Linked DNA regions of Mus musculus: all the other regions are linked to region 2. The links are chromatin contacts, called in public HiChIP or PLAC-seq maps. All regions are on one chromosome and are shown on one strand. Each heading gives the region's core, a stretch centred on a gene start, on an enhancer-like site or on the middle of the called end of the contact. The rest is flanking DNA. Distances are from core to core; before and after follow the strand shown.

Evidence for each region. HiChIP or PLAC-seq counts read pairs in DNA pulled down with a chosen protein or histone mark.
Region 1: an H3K4me3 HiChIP or PLAC-seq map of bone marrow-derived macrophages shows a contact between it and region 2, with 4 times the contacts expected there. The contact joins two enhancer-like sites. A contact is called at or near these places in 1 of 484 Hi-C or Micro-C datasets (nephron progenitors) and 3 of 115 datasets of contacts at active chromatin or transcription factors (bone marrow-derived macrophages, embryonic stem cells and stem cell-derived neural progenitor cells).
Region 3: an H3K4me3 HiChIP or PLAC-seq map of bone marrow-derived macrophages shows a contact between it and region 2, with 2.8 times the contacts expected there. The contact joins two enhancer-like sites. A contact is called at or near these places in 3 of 115 datasets of contacts at active chromatin or transcription factors (bone marrow-derived macrophages, embryonic stem cells and stem cell-derived neural progenitor cells) and 1 of 9 other capture datasets (embryonic stem cells).

The regions. Positions count from the first base shown.
Region 1 is chr8:34,864,463-34,867,296 of GRCm38.p6, reverse strand. Tnks (tankyrase, TRF1-interacting ankyrin-related ADP-ribose polymerase) reads left to right here. Exons shown (of 27, transcript NM_175091.3): 11 at 1-16. Among named protein-coding and RNA genes, the nearest start is that of Dusp4, 58 kb to the right of the region's middle. Within about 2 kb of position 1,521, at least 7 of the 459 cell types and tissues checked have an H3K27ac peak or open chromatin away from gene starts, as enhancers often do. A contact at or near this core is called in bone marrow-derived macrophages, where this site is marked.
Region 2 is chr8:35,122,146-35,125,117 of GRCm38.p6, reverse strand. No RefSeq gene overlaps it. Among named protein-coding and RNA genes, the nearest start is that of Gm34419, 28 kb to the right of the region's middle. Within about 2 kb of position 1,622, at least 100 of the 459 cell types and tissues checked have an H3K27ac peak or open chromatin away from gene starts, as enhancers often do. A contact at or near this core is called in bone marrow-derived macrophages, where this site is marked.
Region 3 is chr8:35,465,206-35,468,532 of GRCm38.p6, reverse strand. It overlaps Eri1 (exoribonuclease 1), which reads left to right. Exons shown (of 7, transcript NM_026067.3): 7 at 1-3,268. Among named protein-coding and RNA genes, the nearest start is that of Gm51568, 29 kb to the left of the region's middle. Within about 2 kb of position 1,937, at least 3 of the 459 cell types and tissues checked have an H3K27ac peak or open chromatin away from gene starts, as enhancers often do. A contact at or near this core is called in bone marrow-derived macrophages, where this site is marked.

The DNA.
Region 1 (2,834 bases), core at 272-2,771, 260 kb after region 2:
TAAGCACGGAGCAAAGGTAAGCCGTCACTCAGCACAGGGCAACCAGCTGCCCTCAGTACTGGGTCCCCAAGAACTCATCTTGGTCAGAAAGGGCAGTTACTGTGTGGTTTTGTGTTTAAAGTCATAGGTTGTCCTTCGAAGTTCATTTAACTTTTTTTTCCCCTAGTAAAATTGTCTCTTTGTCCTTTCTTTTTAACAGAGGTTCCTTTATCTTAGATAACAGTAGTTTTTAGGTTAACAAACAAACAAAAAAAGACTAACCAGCTTCATAATTTATAAACACTAAAACACAATCCACTAACCTGCTTATAGAAAACTCCTGCTTTGTGTTTAGGTAGTGTTTGCAGGAACATAGTAAAGATGAAATTTGAGTATCAGATTTTCAGTAAACCACATTAAAAGTAAAAATACAGCCAGGCAGTGGTGGCGCATGCCATTATTCCCAGCACGCGGGAGGCAGAGGCAGGCGGATTTCTGAGTTCGAGGCCAGCCTGGTCTACAGAGTGAGTTCCAGGACAGACAGGGCTATAGAGAGAAACCCTGACTCGGAAAAAAGGAAAAAAAAAAAAAAAGTAAAACTACTACTGTTTGTTAAACATAGTTAGTTAATAATATGTTTCTTTGATAGGCTCCACATGAATCTCCTTAACTGATAATAGCTGTTGAACCAGGTGTTACAACCAAGCAGTGACCTCAAATAACTCTTGTAAGACTGGAGATTGGAGGCTGGAGGGATGGTTTCTCTTCTGCAGTGCATCCGAGTCCATGGTTAGCACCTGTGTTGAGCAGCTCCCAGCTGTCTGAAACTCCAGCTCCGAGAGGGAGCTGGCCTCCAGGGGAGCTTGCACCTTTGCACACCACACATTCCCACACAGAAAGAAACTCGGAACATACACTTAGTTAGGAATAAAATCTTTAAAACAATGAGACTGTTCTCTAATAGAGCTGAATGGTATCTTCCAGCATGCCTTTCCTTCCTGACCCTTGCATTCCCCTTACATGAGCATCAGATTGCTGTGTGGTGTTTTAGTGGTGTTTGCACTACTTGATTATACTTTACAGGTAAACAAGATTATGTATATTAAATGCTTTAGAAGGACATTTGGCATTCTTAATCGAAATCAAGTAAGTTAAAATAAAGAGAGCAGTCGTACAGGTTTATCACCTACTTTGTAGCTACAACTATAGCATTGTTATAAGCAACATGTTGTATCAGAAATAGTAAGCTAAGGGGGCTTTCTGCTACACTTGTGTGAATTATTGTTGCCCTAGGCTTGACTTTGCAAGTCACTTTTGACAATTACATTATAATACTCATACAAACCATAATGTTCTTAATTCTTAAAAATGTGTATTATTACCTACAAGGCATTTTTTCAGAAAAGTTAATTGAAAAATAAGCTTTTTGTTATAGCCTCTCTCAGTGGCATTGCGTAGATGCGAGGCTCTCAGTCCTTCCTGGTGCTCCACGTGCGTGATGTGTTATTATTAGCATCTTAGGTCAGCAGTGGACTTCTGCAACTGAAAACAGTCTGCTAGTGACGCGAATGACTTCTAGTGTAGCATGTCCTTCCTGGTCTTCCACTACAGCACACAAGTTACTGATTCCTTTAAATACAAAGACAATATATAAGTTGTCATCAGTAGATCTCAAATGCCTTCAATCCTAGCACTCAAGAGGCAGAGGTAGGTAGATCTCTGCTGAGTCCAACCTAGTCTACATAATAATCTATAGGCAAGCTAAAGCCAAATAAGGAGAGGAAGAAGGAAAAAAGGAAGGAACTGGAAGGGAGGGAGGAAAGGATCGTGGGCAGTGGCAGCAGCGGCTGCTATATCAACTCCCTATCACTCATTCCTGGATCCCAAGGCAGTGTGCCAGTCCCACAGGGTTGCTGCCTCCATTCTTCATACATTAGTAAAAACTTTTCTTGACTCCTAATGGGTCATGTTTTCCTTGCTTAGTATTTTCTTTCTGTGATTCTATTGGACTTTTAAGTGGCCCATAGTTAACATTTGAGTCTAACAGCACTTTCTGAACATGTTCACATGATCAAATCCCTAACAAGCCACAAAAGGGAGGAAAAGTGTAATTTGCTCATGGTTCAGAGGTTGAGTCTATAGTGGAAGGAGAGTATGCTGAAGTAACCACACCGAGCCAAATAGGCAGCAGAGAGGAGCACTAACAGAAAGACACAGACAGAGGACATACCCCTAGTGACCCGCTTCTCCAGATACTACGATGGATACTCTGGATGGAACTATGGCCATCCGCAGTTCTGTCTCCTAGTAGCCTGCACATTCTGACTCTGTCAGTGGATTAGCACATTCATTTAAACTGAACCCTTAGAGTCTGGTCATCTCTAGAAAAGCCCTCAGACATACCCACAAGTTTGCTTTTCTAATTATTAATTACTTAGTCCAATCAAGTTCATAATCACAGTTGTCCATCATGACCTCTAAATGTATAGCTTAAGAGTGTCTTAACTATGGTTAGCATGTTGAGTATGTAACATAAAATCAAGCTTTTTCTTTTTTTAGTGGCAGTTTCACATTTTAATAAAAATAATCTGTTTAGCATTGAATGTTAAGTATTTGTAGTGGACCAGGGGGTTAAGACTTACGACTTGGTCTCAAAGCATTTTAGGGGGGCTCTGGGGCTTCAGGGGAAGAAGGAAGGCAGTGGCAGGACTGCTCGCTTTGTCTGGTGGGAGTTTTGTTGTTCATTTCTTTGTGGGGTAGAGTCTCCTATGTAGTCCTAGCAAGCTTAGAAACTGCCGTGCAAACAAGGCAGAGCTCAGACTTCCCTGAGAGGTTTGTGACAGTGCTTTCTAGTA
Region 2 (2,972 bases), core at 373-2,872:
GATGCTCGCTACACAGGTGTGTGCTCCTGCTGTAAACATTCCTTGAGCTCAAGGCGGTGTAATCTCTGTGCATTGCTGACGTTAGGGGCCTAAGACCCCATGCAATTAAAAAAAATCCACATGTAGCTTTTGACTTCCTATCTAGCTGGCCAGAGGCTTTTACTGACGACACAACCAGGTCTTTCACATTTATTTTGTATGCCGTGTAAGTACTTAGACCCAGTGCAAGACATGGAGAGCATCAAGGGGTCACTTCTTACTGCCATGTGCTTTACTTAAGAGAGATGAACTGCTAAGGCAGAACAATCAGTGTAACAGGGCAGATGTTTGGTACCTACCCTGGAGCTTACCGCAGTGACAGCAGGAAATGATAATGGAGCTATTGCAGATGCTCACTGCTGAGTGTTAGATCTGAGTTAGCCCCATTAGCTCTATCCAGGGAAGGCTTAGTTCTTAGCCTGAGGTGCTACTGGAGGTGGAAAATAACTTTAGGAGGAGAGGCCTAGCATGAAGAAGTTAGTGTTGATGTTTTAGCCTCTTCCTGTTTCTGTCTTAGCTCCTTGGTCACATTGGGTGAAGAGATCTGTGGCCCATGATCCCGCTATGATATACAATGCACCCAGCAGGCAGAGAGAAACAGAGCCAAAACACTGAAACCTCAGAATTGAGGGAATATCAGCCTTCCTTTCCTTGTATTGATTAGCTCATGTGTTTTGTTACAGTTATGGAAAGCTGACTGAGACACCTATGTAGTAGTTTATGCAGTATAATTAATACCCTGTTATTTCCGTGTGCTTGTATTCCCCTCAACTGCAAATGGCACCAAGTATAATCTGTGTTTGTCTGTTTATGTCTTGAATAAAACTTAGCTTTTTTATAATATCCTCATGTCTTTTATGAGAGTCAATAATATAATTATGATCATCTACATATATGTGTTAGTGACATAACTAGATTTTTATTAATATATACACAAACCTCTAGGCTTCATAGACAAGTTTTTTTGTTGTTCTTTGTTTTTATTTTTATTGTCACACTTCTCAAAAACAAACAAACAAACAAATCTGTAATTCATACTAACAAGACCTGCCAAGTTCCTGCCTGTGTTGATTAAAGGTCAGCTGGACACGTCAGATTTTACTGAAGTTCATTTTAACAGAGCCTTGGGTCCCTCACACACTGACAGAGCATTGCCACTGTCCTGGTCCTTTAGGAGGGAATTGTGTGCCTTTTGTGGGCCCAGGACATGAGGTCAGGATGGGAAACAACTTAAAGGACAGCTAGCTGCAAAGCCTCATGGGAGAAGGCGCAGCACAGAGAGACCTGAATGCAGGGCAGGTGAGAGCAGAAACATCTCGGAGGGGAGCCTGGGCAACAAGGGCCAAATTAACACAGAGTAAAAGTTGGGCTTTCGGGGGAGGATTTTCTGAGATTACAACGGATAGAGTAGAAAAAAGAAATTGCTTTGGCAGAGTCATTTCAGCATTGCAAATGCACAGAAGACGAACTTGGGGAGGGAATGCGAGTTCACCGAGAGCAAATGCAAATCAGGACTGGCTGGCTTCGCGCTCATTTGCATCTGAATCCGCGGATCGTTTCCTGAGAGACAGGAAGTGCAGAACGTTCTGTCACCTTGCCCAGCCGACAATGCTGATGTTGCTGCTGTCACCAGCCGCCTGTTAACAGTATTACCAACTTTGAAAACTAGGGGAAGTGACTATGTACTCCGCACAGACAGGATCTGCTGTACTTTTTGGCTGAACTGACGGGACCCTTTGCTAACCAGACGCCATTTTTTTTTTTTTTTGAGCTCCAACCTATGGCTCTAATTACTGTCATTGTGCACACAGAACCAGAGGCATATGTCCTGCTCCTCACAAAAGATAAAAGCAGGAGGAAGGGAGGCCAATGTTGGGTGTGGGAGTCGGCAAGGAAAAGTGGGGTAGGAAAAGTTTGCTTGCTCCAAAGGAACGCTGAGACTTATGGGTGTTTGTTTGTGTGTTTATGTTATCATTACCCTTGTCACCTTCCCATGATCAATCCCAACGCACCAGGCACTGCTTAGTGAACTGTAGGACAACTCTAATTATTTTAAGGATATTGTAAAGCGGAGGTTCAGAAATATTGAATAATTTACCCAAGGACACACAGCCAATGTATGAGAGACTGGGGTTCTATTTCATGATTCCGAAATCATCTCCACCCACTTACTCATTTACTTCGTACGCCGTTTAGCTGTCTCCAGAGCAATGACAATTTAGAAGAGATTGATCTACTAGGAAATGAATCCAAAGGCAAGAAAATCAAGGTGAAAAGGCAGTGACATTTCCAGGAAGGACAAAGAGACAAGAGGAAGGTTTGGACTATTCCATGCAGAGATCTCAGCATGCTGGTTGCGATTGTTTGGATGGGGTTTATACCTGGACGATTTATTCCTGGAAAATGTGGTTGCTAGTGTGGCAATGCTAAGAAGCGGCAGACCCTCAGGAGACAGAGCCCAGAGTAAGGCCTTCGGGGAACCGATGCTATTCTTGTGGAGTGAGTCCTTGTGGGGAGACTTGTTTTCTACCCTGCCCTGTGATTTCTTCCTCTTGCATGTCCTTCTGCCATGATACCATCTACCATACATAGTGTGATGCCATAGGAGGCCCTTGCCAGAATTGATGTCGTGCTATTTGGACCAGGTCAAGCAATGGAAAGAGAGAGAGAATTTGGTGCCAAAGTATGATGAGCAGGGTTGACTGCCAATGGGAAAGAGGATCCATGAACCAAGTCTCCAGAGGCAGATGTACTGTGAAGTAAGGTTGCAGGGCCTCGTTTCTAAAGACCCTTTACAAAGAAAGGCCTATGGCATACACTGATAATGTACCCATATGGCCGTGTAATAGACAACATAGAGGAAGGAACGTTTTAACTCAGTTCTACTTGGCGTTGTCTTTCCAACTTCCCCTCCTTTCTTCCTGCCCTTGTTT
Region 3 (3,327 bases), core at 688-3,187, 340 kb before region 2:
CTTAATAAACTATAAAGAAATGGTTGTATCATTTAGGGAATAATGACAAGGAAAAAAAAAAGCCTGCAAGTTGATGTAGACACAACCATAGTGGGCCTTGCTACATAGCTCATGAGCTAAAAAAAAACCAAGATCTGAGATGGTGGAGGCAACTTCAGCTGTCCCCTGCGTCACTCTCTGGCCAGCAGCTGTCCCCCCCTGCGTCACTCACTCTGGTCCACTCAGCAAAGTGCTTGCTGAGCAGCAAATTCAGGTGTTTCTTCTTGGAACATTTTCGGCATATCTGTGTATAGCCTATATTCAAGCCAGGAAGTTGTTTCTAAAGGTGTCTACTTTGACAGCCCTGAACACACATGACCCCCAGAACACACGTGATAGACTAAGAGAATCAACTCAGCTCAAGGATGATAAAGTACTGGGACCAGTTTCATATTATAACTGGAAACCTTGTAATAGGTCATAGAATTTAGTTAAAAATCTAGTTACTGGAGGCTAGCAAGATGGCTCAGTGGTTAAAAGTACTTGCTTCTCTTGTAGAAGATCCAAGTTCAATTCCCAGAACCCACATGGTGGCTCACAACCATCTGTAAGTTTCAAAGAATCCAACAGGCAAAACATTCATAAACATAAAATAACTAAATTTAGAATACTGGGCTGGAGAGATGCCTCAGAAGTTAAGAGTGCTGGCTGCTCTTTGAGAGGCCCTGAAGTTCAATTCCCAGCACCCACATAGTGGCTCCCAACCCCCTACAATGAGACTGCTGTCCTCTTCTGGCATGCAGGCAGAATGTTGTATATATAATATATACATCCTTTTTAAAAGTCTAATTACTGGTGAGACTAATGGAAAGTTAGAAAAGGCAGCCTGGTAGCACAGATGTGTAATTTCAGTCCTCAAGAGTTAAGGCATAGGTGAATCTGAAGCCACTCTGAGCCATATAATGAGCTCCTGATTCCAAAATGTGTCAGTAGAAAATACAAGTGAACTTGTGAGAGCTATAACTTACAAATCAATGGGAAAATCTGAAGATTTGCTCCTTGCCTTCCCTCACCATTGTGAATGTATATTCGCCCTGCTTTTGAGCTCATGGTAAACATTTGTATTCAGTACTGTGAGGTGAAATGTTTTGTTCCATAGTAAAAAGTACCTGGCTTGTCTTGGTGAGTGACCAGTATATATTGGAAAGTAATTCCTGCTTCTAAAGTCAAGATGTGCTCTGGAGATGATGATGTCATACTGTCTGGAGGCTAACAGTGGGAGCTTTTGGAATTAAACCCCTCTAATGCTTTCCTGGACCCATCTCATTGGCATTGCCTGTTGTTTTGTTTTTTCAACTTTCCTTAATGATTGTGATCATATTATGTCCATCACCACTATAATCAAGTAGATTGATCATGTTTCCTAACTCGGACATAGGAGGAACGACAGCGATGCGCTTGGGACCATGAGAATTTGCTACCCAGGCTTGCGGTTTCATTCCCCAGTGAGCTCTGTCTTGAAGCAAAGGGACAGGAAATGGTCATTGTGAGGGACAGAAGCCAGCAGGCTCTCTGGACTGACTTACTCTTCATTTTCTCACATAAGCCATGGTGACACAGGCAGGTTCATGCCCTAGAAAAATAATTGCTTGTCACCTGATTGCATAGTTGCTACTGAATAGGGAAACTACCATTGGGAAGTTAGAGAATAGCAGGACATACTAATGCCTTCCTCTTTGTTTTGTTTTTAAATCAGGCTGTTTAAATTTTTTCCTAATCAAGTGCTTAACATTTTTTTTTTAAAGAACTTAACACTGCAAGCTTTTAAAATGCTTTTGGCTCTACTAAGTATTTCGCCATCTTCACTCACTCTGAGTCTCTGTCAAACCATTTGATTTGGCTTTCTGCTGATATAACCTGTCTGTAAGTTATAGAGTGAGTCATAATTCTTGAAAGGAAACTACTGCAGCCTGCCTGCCTACGTTGTGTGTAAAGATACTGGTTCTTGTTACTGCTGGGATGGCTTACACTGGTGCTAGTGTTTGCTGATACTTACTTAAAGCTTTATTTTCTCAGTCGCCATGGTCATCTCCTTGTTTTCCTTTTACTTGCTTGGACATTGAGACTGATTTTTCCCCCTGTATTATTTTCAAATCCACACAAACTGGTATATATTCTCAGCTACATTTTGTCTGATTTTGTATTAAATACTGACATTGACTCTGGAAATTTTTCTTTCTCTCCACTTCTCCCTCTGACTGGGTCAAGCAAAAGCAGGAAGAAGAGGTTTTCTTTTTTTTCAGCATGTGTTTCTGCGTGTATGTGTGCCTGGGAGAGTTTATGTGCACCATGTACCCTTAGATTCCTGTGGACGCCTCAGAACTGGAGTTGCAGGTGGCCATGAGCACCTAATGTGGGTGCTGGGATCCTGAGTCAATGCCTCTGCAAGAGCCGTCGCACTCAACTCTGGGGCCATCTCTCCAGCCTCAAGGCCCTTTCTTGTAGCCTTTAGAGACCTGCTTGTCCTGCTGTAGGGATAGGTTTTCTCAGCTGGGTTAACAGGAAAGACCATGGGAGTCATGCTAAACTGGTCCTATTGCTGACGAGTCATTTATTAAATGGTGATTTGATTACTTGAAAGGTGAAAGAACTTTTAGTTCATCGTCCCAGATATTAAAGCACTATTGCGAAGGATAAGGAAGAAGGGGTGGGTAGTAAGATTTCTGGGGAAGGAGGGATCACAAGTGATCAATACAAGGAGCACCAGTCAAGTCACCCACCTCGAGTGAGCCATGTCCTTTGTGAAGTCTGTGAGTATGTGTCCTGTTGCAAGGAAGACTTTGAGCTGCTGGAGGAGACTGACTTCCTTAGTGATGAGCTGTGAACTCCTCCTTTATTCCAGCGGGGCCTGTTGAGATGCTTTCCGTGTGTAATGATTGCAGTGTTGGTAAATGAGTAGTCCCACTAAGTATCGTCCTTAGTGTTGACCCTCATTTCAGCTCTTCCTGCCCCCACACAGCATCAATGCACACACTGTAGCCACGAACCAAATCTGATAGCCAAGTGGCAAGTTAAAATCAAGAGTGCTTGTATGTATGCATGTGTGTATGTATGTATATATGTATGTATGTTTTTGACAGGGTATGTCTGTGTAGTCTAATCAGGTTTCAAATTCTTCGGTACTGGAATTACAGGTAAGTGCTACCTACCATGCCAATGATGTGACTTGTAGCATAGGAATTTTATGAAATAAAATTTTGATGTTGTAAATAAAGCTTTGTGGAATAGCTCCCATTTGCAATGTTTTGCCTGCGTTCTGTGTTTGTGCTCCAGCAGCAGAGGTGAGTG